Regions from separate parts of the Sus scrofa genome. Here all the other regions are linked to region 2. Evidence: chromatin contacts called from public HiChIP or PLAC-seq data. All regions are on one chromosome and are shown on one strand. Each heading gives the region's core, a stretch centred on a gene start, on an enhancer-like site or on the middle of the called end of the contact. The rest is flanking DNA. Distances are from core to core; before and after follow the strand shown.

Region 1 (4,035 bases), core at 1,273-3,772, 410 kb before region 2:
TCCCGTGGGTTCTGCAGTTATTTAATGGTGACATCGAGCCCCTCTCCAGGCCTCAGTTTTCTCATTTGTAAAATGAAGATGTTGTCTAAATGATCTCATCTCTAATTTCCCTTTGCCTCCTGTTACTCAGCTCTCCTTTGGGCCATATGTTGGCTCTGCCAGGAATGGAATGAAAACAGTGTACGTGTGCTCATTTTTAGTGGATTTTTCCCAACCTTGGAAATCGATCATTTCTAAATTCCAAACCCTTGGACCCGCTATCCTCTGCCGTCTTCTTCCTTTGGGGTAAGAAGTGGAAGCAAACATTGGAGTCGACTCCTGAAATGTATTAGGCAAAAAATGGAAACCCATTTGACGTTATTGGTTTGGACCCCCTTCTGTTGCCTGAGGCTCCTCACTTGGGCTTCTCCCTGACCCCTCTCCTGTCACCTGCTTCCCCATGGTGACTGTACCAGATCCTCTCACTCTCAGGCCATCTCCCTGTCCTCTCTGTGAGCTTCTGTGCCTTCCTTGCCCCCTCCTCCATGGGGTTGTCCATTCGCAGGCTCTTGCTTCCTTACTGTCCTTCGGGAAGGGTGAGGGGTGATGTGTAATGGTGACTTTCTAGGCACACCAGGGACTCGGTGGCCTCATGGGGAAGTCCCTTGGACACACGGAAGCCCGATCCTACTGTTTCCATGTGGACTCGAGGTCTCTCCCAGGAACGCACCTAATAGTGGGGTGGGACTGTGCCCACTGGGTACCTGCTGGGCCCCGGCATTTTAACTGGCAGCTGGAAAAACCTCCTGTGTACAGCAGGCTGAAAAGAAGGAAGAATGCCTCTTGCCCCTTTGAAATGTTGGTGAAAATTCAAGACAAGTAATTGCATTGTAGAAGTAGAACCCTGGATCAGAAAGGTGGGTAGAAGAATTTTTATCACCTAGGACCTGGGTGTCAGCAGGAGACCATGGCTGAGCTCTCACATCCCAAGGGTCTGCAAGAATGTGGGCGATTCTAGAAGCCAGTCAGAGTACATGTTGTCTTCAGCAGAAACACATGTGCCAGCTACACAGCTGGAGGGTCTGTCATATCAGCATCAGACTTTCAGCACGAGGTTTCCAGAGTCCAGGAAAAAAAGCCTTAAAACTGCAGGATAGCACCTGTTGCTGGCAGCCCTCAGGTTAAAAGCTGAAGAAGGTGGTTATGAAAACGAGGCCCCAGGAAGGCAGGAGCCAATGTTGATTTTTCATCAGCTAAAGCTCCCCGAGGCTGCACTTCTCAGCTGCAGGGGACCCAGGGACGCTGGCCACCTCTTGGCCTGAGCATCAGTGGAACCACATGTTAATAAGGAATGTGGGGGGAGTTCCCTCTGTGGCAAAGCAGTAAGGATCCAAATGCAGTGGCTCAGGTCACTGTGGAGGCACGGTTTGATCCACAGTGGATTAAGGATTTGGTGTTGCCATGGCTGTGGCATAGGTCACAGCTGTGGCTTGGATTCAGTCTCTGGCCTGGGAACTTCCATATGCTGTGGCTGTGGCCACAAAACCCCTCCCCCAAAACCAAAAAAAAAAAACCCAGAAGAATGTGTATAGTCCAAACTTATCAAACTGTGTATCTCAAATATCTTCAATTTGTTGTATATCAATCATACCTCAGTAAAATGGTTTTTTAACAAAGATATGTATGTGGATTTGTTTGTAGTTATAGCTTCTCATATACCCTTTAAATCAATAGCATTGTCAGTAGTTACTGAGCTCAACCCAGTAGGCTGGAATCCCATGTTGACACCTTCTGTCAATGGCTGCCTTCTTGGCCCATTCTGAGCCCCCACAGTGGGCCTGGTAGTTGAGTTCAACCTCAAACCTGCCCACCTGCCTTCGTGGCCCTGGGAGATTCCAGGATTGAGGGGGCTTGAAGGCCTGAGGTGGAGCCAGGCATCGGTTCGTCTTTCTGGGACGGATCCAGAAAGGGCTGTCTCCTCCTCCCCGGACAGTCTGCTCCTGCCCCAGCTGAGCCTGAAATTGGCCTGTGTTCCTGCAAGACTTGGATTAAGGGACTCTTTGGCACATGTTCAGAATGGGTTTCAACCTCACTCCTTAGAATCTGCTAAGCATCCTACTCTCCACCTTCTATGGCTTCACAGATCTCAGAGCACTCATTTCAGGTGTTGGCTTCCCTTCAAAGACTGGCCAAGGCCAAACACTTTGGTCCTTTGGCTGTTGCTGAGGTTGTTCAGGAGGGAGGATATGGGAGCTGTGATCTGAACAAGCTGATGCAATCTAGCTGTGGGCTCTTTGGCAAGTCATTTTGCTTCTCTGGGCTTCAATGTTATCCTCTGTAAGGGCCCACCGTGGCCCAAACAGAAGGCTCAGAGGTCTATCACCCACTGTGCCCAGCGGGGAGTGGAAGGGAGTGCAGGCAGAGTCAGGACAGTGGGGGCGACTCTGGGCCGGAGGACTGCTTTCCCTTCGTGGCCTTCATGGATTAGAGAAGTGCCTGTTGGGTGGGGCCTGGCTGGAAGGAGTGAGACAGTTTCCCCCAGACGTCCCCCTGCCTGAGTGGTTGCCTCACTGCCTTACCACTTTCCAGGGTGGGGCAGGGAAGGGCGGCTGGGTAGCAGCTGATGCAACAGGCAGGCCTGTGTTCTTCGAAGACTCAGCAAAGGTCGGCGGGGCTGGGCCAGCCTGGGCTGCAGCTGCAGGGCTCTGCTCTTGGCAGAGCTTCAGCTTCCTCTTCTCCCCTCCTAACTGAAGTGGGGTTCACTTTCTGGCCATCAGAGCCAGTAATTGATCCTTTGTGTTAGGGTTTACCCACATCCGTGGACTTGTGCTCTTTTAACTTGTAGCTGAAGAGAATATCTTTGCCTGCCAGGAATGCAGACATGCACTGGTGTACACACACACACACACACACTCACACTGGGGTCATCCAGAAGTGAGATAGTTGTTTAGAGAATCTGCTCCCACCAGACCATGCTTCCCACACGTTCTTCCAGGAGGAAGTGGATCCAGTGTAAAGGATGAGAGAGCCTCCAAAGATCTGGAAATTTCCTCCGGTTAGCCAAAGCCTGAAAATAAGCCCTAGGGCATGCCATTTCCATTCCAGGCCACGTCTATCAAATGTAAATGAGACTCTAGGCTACTCTCCATCTCCCAGGGATCTGGATGCCCAGAACACCGTAACTCTTTTAATCTTTTAAGTTGAAAAAAGGAAAGGGTCTGTGAGAGAGAAAAAAGAGAAGGTGCATCAAGTCCTTGACAAAGGAAAATTGCTACATGCAGATTGCCCTCAAACTAGCTTGAACATGAGCAACATAACTTCATCCTCAATGGCAAAGAACTTTGTCTCACTACACCCCGGCTTCAAGGCGATGTAGTGCCTGCAGAAGGCTCAAGAAGGACATTCTGAGGTCAGCTAGGCTCCACACCACTCATGGTCATCACAGTGTGCTTACTATGTGCCAGGCCCTGTGCGAAGAGATTTACGTGAGTTATCACATTTCATTCTCTGCAAACTCTATGAGATCTTCTATTCTTAGCAGAAACTGAGGCACAGAAGTGTAAGTGATTTGCCCAAGGACACAGGGCTAGTAAGTGGCAGAAGGCAGGGCTCCTGGTTCCTCTTACTCTGGATCCTAAACTCATAACCGTCTTGAAAAACCCAAATGTACACATTGAGACTGTAAGTGGGATAGGATCCTTCGAATTACAAAAGGATTCATCAGAATATTCTCTAAGCTCCAAAAATACCTTTAGCTTCTGTCCATAAAAGCCATAATTTTATTTTCTGGAGTTCTGTGTCCGCATTTGAAGTGACACATATCTTGAATCTAATATATAGACTTTCGCTCTTTGGGGAGGGTCGCTCCTAAAACTTTCATCAAATCCGTTCATTCTGTTCATAGTTAACATCCACCTTACTGTCTTATCGGTTTTGAATAAATTTAGTGAGGAGCTTTGGGCCAGGTAAATATAATTTAAGTATGAATTTTATAATTATACATGTGTATATGTTCACACATAATCAAATCTAATCCAATGGATAGCCCGAAAAAGT
Region 2 (4,007 bases), core at 135-2,634:
TCATATGCTGTGGGTGTGGTGCTAAAAAGACAAAAAAAAAAAAAAAAAAAAAAAAAAACTAGACAAAGAAGAGTACATACTGTATGATTCCATTCATATAGAATTCTAGAACATACAAACTAATCTACAGTGACAGAAAGCAGATCAGTGGTTGTCTGGGGGCATGAGTTGCAGGAGAGAGAGGTTACAAAGTGTTACGAGGAAACTTCAGGGGATGGTGAGTATGTTTGTTGTCTTGATTTGGGAGAGTTTCTCTGGCATGGTATATCCATGTCTCAAGTCACTTACATTGTATGCTTTGAAAATGTGCCGTTTAGTACATGTCAGTTATTCCTCGAAGCTGTAGGAAAAAAAACACTGTTTGCTTCATATGATCATTTTCATTTAACTGATGACATCAATCAAAGAGCTATTTCCAGCAGGAACTCAGTGGCCCTCTGACACTGGCAGGAGATGGTACATGAGCCAGGGAGGAAAGCTGAAGCAGTCACAATTTGTGGGTCCTTGTTACTAGATTGGGTTTCAAGCTCCTGTTTTGAGCTTGTATTTTCATTCATTTCAGAGCAACTTCTCTTGAGCAATAGTTCTGTTTATGATACCTATGGAGAATGAATGAGGCACATTTTATTTTATTTTATTTGTCTTTTTTGCTAAGGCTGCACCTGCGGCATATGGAGGTTCCCAGGCTAAGGGTTAAATCAGAGCTGTAGGAGCTGGCCCGCGCCACAGCCACAGCAACACCAGATCCAAGCTGCACAGCTCATGGCAACACCAGATCCTTAACCCACTGAGCAAGGCCAGGGATCAAACCCACAACCTCATGGATTCTAGTCAGATTTGTTTCCAAGGAGCCATGACCAAAAGTCCTGAATTAGACACATTTAAAATGACATTTTGATGAGATTTTAATTCGTTGGTGGCAAAGACTAATAAATCTGCCCTCTTGAGCCCCTCTTCCTCAGGTGTTAGGCAAGAGGCTAGATTTGTGTGCCATGCTCAGTGGACACATGTCCATCCGAAGGCCTGGCCTCTGGCTGTCTTTGCCACTTAATAAATGCTTGACCTCGGCAAGTCATGGCCCTCAGTCCCAGTGTCGTGTGTAAAGTGAGAGTAATAATACCTGTTCCGCCTGCCTCCCAGAATGGATGTGAGCGTGTGGGACCACACTTTAAAAACTGTCCCACGGAATGAAGATGCAAGGGGTTCTTGCTGCTTCGGTTGTATCTTGGCTGGGATCTCACTGTCTGCTTATTCCTTGCTCAAGAAAACCCGAGGTGTGTCATGTTTGCCGCATACAAGAAGGAAAAGAAGGCGGTATCACACTTCAGTGTAGAAACAGCCTGTGTCACTGAAACTTATGACCCTGTGGCCGGGGGCCCTCCACCCTACTCCTTCCAAAGCAGCTCTCTCTCTCTCTCTTCCCTTTTTTCTCTTCCCTCCTCTGCTTCCTCATTTTGCTTCATTCACTTCGTCAACAGATATTCGCCAAGCACCTGCCAGGTGTCAGGTCCTGTAGGCAGTAGAAATACAACAAAGAAGAAAACAGATGAGTCACTGCCTTTGCAAAGCTGCCCTTCCGGTGGCCGGGGGGGCAGGGAGGGGGTGCAGTTTGATAAGTTATGAGGGGGACGAGAAGGGGTGCTCTAGAGCCCCTGGGAGGACCCCCAACCCAGATTTGAGGAGGCAGGGGAAGGAGACATCTGAATTGAGACTCGAGATTAAGTAAAGTTCAGCCACGCAGAGGATGGAAGAGAGAGATCTGCTCAAAAGGAACAGCATGTGCAGGGGTGTAGAGGAAAGCTTAGTAGGACCAGAGATTAGGGTGGTCCCACTAAGGGTTAGGGTGGAAGGCAGGTAGGCAGGAGACGGAATGAGGATGTTTTCTGAGGACCGCTTGTGTCGGGGCTCCCGGTAAGAGCAGGGGGATGCATGTGAAGTTATACACGGGGTCAGCCCACCAGCTCCCTGACTCTGCAGGAGGCTTCTGCTCCCAGCTCCCAGAATTCCTTGCGACGTCCTCAAGACAAGAAGGTTGCTGACCTCTGTCTAGGCCAGATTTTCTCTGATAGCTCTGAGCTTACGGTGACCAAACCGACTTTCTTTACATTGTTCTTCTGCCAAGAACACAGAAACCCCTCCAAATAAACAGTGACTCTCACGCCGGTGAGTAAAACCATACTTTTCACTGTTTCCCTCACAACGTGTGGTACCCTTGCAACAGAGACCCTTTAAATGGGAATCTACACCAGAGCGAAACCTGTGCTCCAGCGGGAAGACCAGAAAGATTTGAGTGCAGGGGAAGCTCTCCGAGGTCAAATGCACTGAGTTTTTTTTTTTTTTTTTTTTTTTTTTAACAATAGGAGAATTAATTTCTATTTCCCCTTTCCCCATATGTCATGAGCATTTTTAAAAAACACAGTGGGGAAGGTATGCTCACTTTTGCAAGTTGCAAGAATACTGTTAAGAAGGCAGAGTTCCTGTTGTGGCGCAGCAGAAACGAATCCAACGAGGAACCATGAGGTTGCGGGTTTGATCCCTGGCCTCGCTCAGTGGGTTAAGGATCTGGTATTGCCATGAGCTGTGGTGTAGATCGCAGACTTGGGTCGGATCCTGCGTTGCTGTGAGCTGTGGTGTAGGCCAGCAGCTACAGCTGACCCCTGGCCTGGGAACCTCCATATGCCTCCGGTCCAGCCCTAAAAGGACAAAAGACAAAGAGAGAAAAAAAAAAAAAGAATGCATCTGCAGTTTTTGCTTATTTGCACTTGTGTTGATCTTCCCTTTTTCTTTCTCTTTTATAGCTTTAGGTTTCTCACTATACTTTTCAGGTTCCTCAATCTCTTACAGTCAGTAATATGATGTAACCTTTATAGAATTTTTGTCAGGTATCAGGGTAGTTTATGGTTTATTTTTTGTTTGTTTGTTTGTTTGTTTTTGTTTGTTTTTTTTGTCTTTTTGCCTTTTCCAGGGCCGCTTCCATGGCATATGGAGGTTCCCAAGCTAGGGGTCGAATCGGAGCCGTAGCCACTGGCCTACGCCAGAGCCATAGCAACGCAGGATCCGAGCCGCATCTGCAACCTACACCACAGCTCACGGCAACACCAGGTCCTTAACCCACTGAGCAAGGGCAGGGATCCAACCCACAACCTCATGGTTCCCAGTCGGATTCGTTAACCACTGCGCCACAACGGGAACTCCTGGTTTATTTGTTTTTATATCCAGATTTCTGAATGGGAAAAAAATTCTTATGATGCGAGAATTCCAAGGGCAGAGGGCATGGACCCTATGCAGCAAACTCCTGGATTCACTCTTAAGGAACTGAGCGAACACAATTTCCATCCTTCTAGGTGGGGGGTGTTGGAGAAGGCTGGAGTCTCTCGGTGCACTAGTGAATCATTAAACAAAATGTTGCCTATTCACATTGTGTGTTTGTGTGTGTGTGTTGTGTGAACAACCTATGTGTGTAAAAGTGGCTGCCATTGGACATGAGTTCTCAGGAAGTGTATGAGACACAGGCCATTAGTCAACTTAGCAGCAGAAATGAGTGTTCCAGATTGCATATAACAGTTGAAAATTCGAGTCTGCCTGATACAGAAGGTACTTTGGGCAAGTCTAACATAAGATATTCGTTTGAGGAAACAAAGACAGAATCCCATCGCAAAGGCACTGGGGCTGTGACCCATGCCAAGTTGGAAGGTGGTCCACTGTGAGCTGCCATGCTTTAGAAGTAGCTGCAGCTTCTGCCATGGTGAACATGGTGCCCATAGGAGTGCATAATTAATCCAAAGGTAAAGACTTTTCCAGAGATTTTTAAAATTTAATTTACTTTTTTTGCTTTTTAGGGCCACACCCACAGCATATGGAAGTTCCCAGTCTAGGGTTGAATTGGAGCTACAACTGTTAGCCTACACCACAGCTCACGGCAACACCAGATCCTTAACCCCCTGAGCAAGGCCAGGGATCAAACCCATATCCAAAATGGATACTAGTTGAATTCGTTTCCATTGAGC
Region 3 (3,694 bases), core at 1,001-3,500, 440 kb before region 2:
CTGTTGCCCTACTGAAAACAACTCTCATTTTTGCCAGTCTCAACTGCTCCGTGGCCTCGTCACCATCTGGAATGGAATGGGCATTCATTCGCCCTCAAGTGCACTGCCCACACACAGATGTGGGCCACGAGCACCCTCCCAAGTCATGCCTTTGTGTCACTCTGGGGTCAATGGCTTGTGATTTGCCAGAGAGAATTCTCTGGAAAAGGTATGTGGCTAATGTGGCTTCACACAAGCTTTTTTCCCTGGAGGCTGGGAGTTATTGGACTTGTGGTAAGAAAAAGTGGCTAAGATTGTGGGTAGGGGACTAAAGAAATGTCAGAATGAAATAATAGCATCGTTAACATTTATTAGTACTTACTAAATATAAGGCTTTGTGCTAACTGTTTTACAGGAATGATCTCATTTAAGTGACACAATAACCCTATGACATTAGTGTCATTACCATTTGACAGAAACTTCGAGGTCATGTAGGGCTTAGGGGCTGGGGTTCTCATGAACTGAACCAGCACCAGCCACGAATGAAAAGGGGATGCTGGTTTCTCCAAGTTCTCTTTCTCCGATATGGGATATCTCTGTCATTTTGCTAATTATAAAGGTAATGCGCTCTCATGGAAGAATTGAAATGACACAGAAGTGCATAAAGTGAAATACTGAAGGCTTTCCCCATGATACCTCTCTGCGCAGACTTTCCATTTTAAGATCCCAGGCCTCCCCCTATCAGATTCTCTCGTGGATGTCTTTGCACGTGTCAGTACCCACTAGATTATTTCCAAAATTCTAGCAGGGGGATTGGTGAGTCAGAAGATATAAACATTTACATTTTGGTAATTTGTTGAAATGGACAAGTTATTTTATCTTAAGCCATGGTTTGGAATGGAGGCTAAAGAAACAGTGAAAATAGGCCTTTGTGTTGCTGGCAACAGTTTAATTAGTACAATCTTAAAACAATTTGTTAATATATATCAGGAGACTTAAGGAGTTCCCTAGTGGCACAGCAGGTTAAAGATCGGGGGGTGTCACTGCAGCAGCTCAGGTCACTGCTATGGCACCGGTCTGATCCCTGGCCCGGGAAATTCCACATGCCACAGATGTGGCAAAAAAAAAAAAGGAGAGAGACTTAAAAATGCTCATGCTTTTTACCTTAGAGCAGTTTCACTTATGTGAGTCTATCTAACCCAAGGAAATAAATGAAAAAGTAACACTCAGCATTATGATAGACAAAACTGGGTGTGACTCAGCATTATGATAGACAAAATTTGGGCATAACACTAAGGATATGATTAAATAAGCCATGAAAAAAATATGACCATCTCCCTGCTGGAATACTATATAGTCATTAAAAAGGATGGTTTGAAGACTGGTAACATGGTGGAAATGCCTAAAAGGTAAAGTTGAATGAAACAAAGTAATATACAAAATGATGTGGATACATGGTTACAATTGTACAAAAAGAAATTGTAAAGAAATAGTAGCAAAATAATATGAGTGGTTATGTTAGAGTGTTGGGATTAACGTGGTTTTTCGTTTCCATTCTTTCTGTAATGTGGTTTATTTTTGTAGTAAAAGTTATATTTGTTTAAGAGCTAAAAGATAGCTGGAACTTATCAGAAGACTCTGCTACCTTTCTCCTCTCTGGATCTGAGTTTCAGCCTCTATAAGTGAAGCCAACTAGAAGCTGGTGACTTCTCAGTCATCCTAGTTCTGATGTTATATCTTCTCTGATACAAGCAGGTGACTCTTCCTGTTATAGATGCAAAGCCAAAATTCAGTCTTCATGCTGACAATGGAAAGATCAGACTAGAACCTCTTTTGTGACCATGATCTCAGGTTATGCTTACAGATGTCAGAGCCTCTGTATTAATTTGAAGAAGAAGAAGAAGAAAACAGAATGCTGCGTGAATTTGCACAGACACAGCCTTTAGGTTCAGAGTTCCCACTGGGAGGTTGAGGGCCCCAGACGTGGGCGTCCTGGTGCTGGGTGTTTGAGCAGTGACTATCCAGCTCATGCCAGTGTCGAGGGGCTATGACTTGGACCAGCTCCCTTATTCCCCCTGCTATGAGCCTGTTACATTGGAGACCCAGGTGGATTGCACTGACCCTGGGAAATAAGTGAGGCTAGCAAAAGATCTGGAGAAGGTGTGTGTGGGGGGGGCAAGGCTGGAAGAATGCCACTCTGCTGGCACAGCCTTCGTCAGAGCCCTGAAAAGGGCTGAGTGGGCTCTGACTCAGCCCTGTGACTCACTCTCTGTACTGCCGTCTCCATGCTCTGGGCACATCCTCTGGACCATTTCAGCTCAGCCTCCAGTGGAGGAAGTGAGGTTTGGGCCGGCACGTCCGGATGACTCACCCTGGTGAGCTGGAAGCAAGGGACCAAAGCCCCTCTCCTGCACCCCTCATCACCCACCCCGCCCCCTCCAAGGATTCTCCTGCAGTCCCAGCCCTGTGCAGCCCTATGGCTGCTCACCACCCAGGCGCCACCCACCCACCCATACCTCCCTGCTTGCAGTGCCACCATTTCCTTGGTCCCTTCACCTGGTTGTCCTCTGTGTTTCTCCTAGGCATCTGAGGTCAGCTTATAAGGAGGCTTGTAGGGCTCCCCTGGCTTGCCTGTCATTCTGTGGCTCCCCTTTCACACAGCATTGCAGCTTGCAAAATAGTTCAGCATCTCTTGTCTCAGTCGAGTCTCTCTGAGACTCTAAGAAAGCCGGCAGGGCAGCAGGTATCACCCTTCTCCAAGGAAGGACGTGGAAGGTCAAAGAAGTGAAGGAACAAAGAGGTTTGGGAAGCAGGGAGGGGGAGGGGGTCAGAGGCTTAGCACCAAGGGCGAAGCTGTCAGGGGAGCTGCAAGGCCTTTGGTTGAACGGAGGCCTGGGGAAGAGGTGCTGGCCGGTCTCTGATGTGACAAGAAATGTGGCTGCCTGAGAGCAGAAGACAGATGAGATATTTTGACTTCATCCCAAGACCAGTGGGAAACCATGGAGGCCTTTTAAGCCGGGGGCCTGGGGAGCGGCGTGGCAGGGAGCCCGAGCAGCAAGCTGGGAGGCTCCTGTGAGCAGCGGCTCATGGCACAGGGTCGGCCCTGAGGAGCTGGTGTCTGGTGGTTCCTGTAAAGGCGGCCGGAGCTCCCTGGAGGTGGTGGCTGCAGCCAGGCTGAGGGGGAGATTGCGCAGCAGGGAAGAGGGAGGGACTCTGGGGACATCAACACGAGAGCTGAGCAGAGGCAGGAGCGGCCCCCGCAATAGCATCTCATGGGAGGAGGGCGTGTCCTGACCTTAAAGCTCCTGCCCGCCCGTCGGTGTGGACTAGGCCCTGTGAGGGAGGCTGGTCGCTCTTGCCCCACAGAGGCCCAAGGGTGAAATGAGCTGAGGGAACCCCTAGTTCTTCCTCGCTCGGGGTCCCTCTCCTTCTTCCACCCAATGCTGAGTTGCAGGGGTCACCACCCAGGAACAGAGGACACAGCCTTGGCAGGCAGCCAGCAGCTGGCCTCTTGAGAGAGTTCCCGGAACCTCCAGTGAGCTGTGGCTGAGGCTCTGGGAAGGGGCTGGGCTCCCTGAGCCCTTTTAGCCTTGGGGGTGGGTGGATGGGGTGGGGTTTCCAGATAAAATATGGGATATCCCATTAAATTTGAATTTCAGATCAACAACAACTAGTGTTTAGTATAAGTATAGCCCACTGTTCCATGGGACATACT

What was found. HiChIP or PLAC-seq counts read pairs in DNA pulled down with a chosen protein or histone mark.
Region 1: an H3K27ac HiChIP or PLAC-seq map of alveolar macrophages shows a contact between it and region 2. The contact joins two enhancer-like sites. A contact is called at or near these places in 2 of 2 datasets of contacts at active chromatin or transcription factors (alveolar macrophages and skeletal muscle).
Region 3: an H3K27ac HiChIP or PLAC-seq map of alveolar macrophages shows a contact between it and region 2. The contact joins two enhancer-like sites. A contact is called at or near these places in 1 of 47 Hi-C or Micro-C datasets (heart right ventricle) and 2 of 2 datasets of contacts at active chromatin or transcription factors (alveolar macrophages and skeletal muscle).

What each region holds. Positions count from the first base shown.
Region 1 is chr3:111,451,333-111,455,367 of Sscrofa11.1, reverse strand. No RefSeq gene overlaps it. Among named protein-coding and RNA genes, the nearest start is that of MRPL33, 15 kb to the right of the region's middle. Within about 2 kb of position 2,522, at least 25 of the 83 cell types and tissues checked have an H3K27ac peak or open chromatin away from gene starts, as enhancers often do. A contact at or near this core is called in alveolar macrophages, where this site is marked.
Region 2 is chr3:111,041,963-111,045,969 of Sscrofa11.1, reverse strand. The region is part of intron 7 of BABAM2 (BRCA1-A complex subunit BRE); the gene reads left to right. Among named protein-coding and RNA genes, the nearest start is that of FOSL2, 200 kb to the right of the region's middle. Within about 2 kb of position 1,384, at least 9 of the 83 cell types and tissues checked have an H3K27ac peak or open chromatin away from gene starts, as enhancers often do. A contact at or near this core is called in alveolar macrophages, where this site is marked.
Region 3 is chr3:111,483,272-111,486,965 of Sscrofa11.1, reverse strand. No RefSeq gene overlaps it. Among named protein-coding and RNA genes, the nearest start is that of MRPL33, 46 kb to the right of the region's middle. Within about 2 kb of position 2,250, at least 44 of the 83 cell types and tissues checked have an H3K27ac peak or open chromatin away from gene starts, as enhancers often do. A contact at or near this core is called in alveolar macrophages, where this site is marked.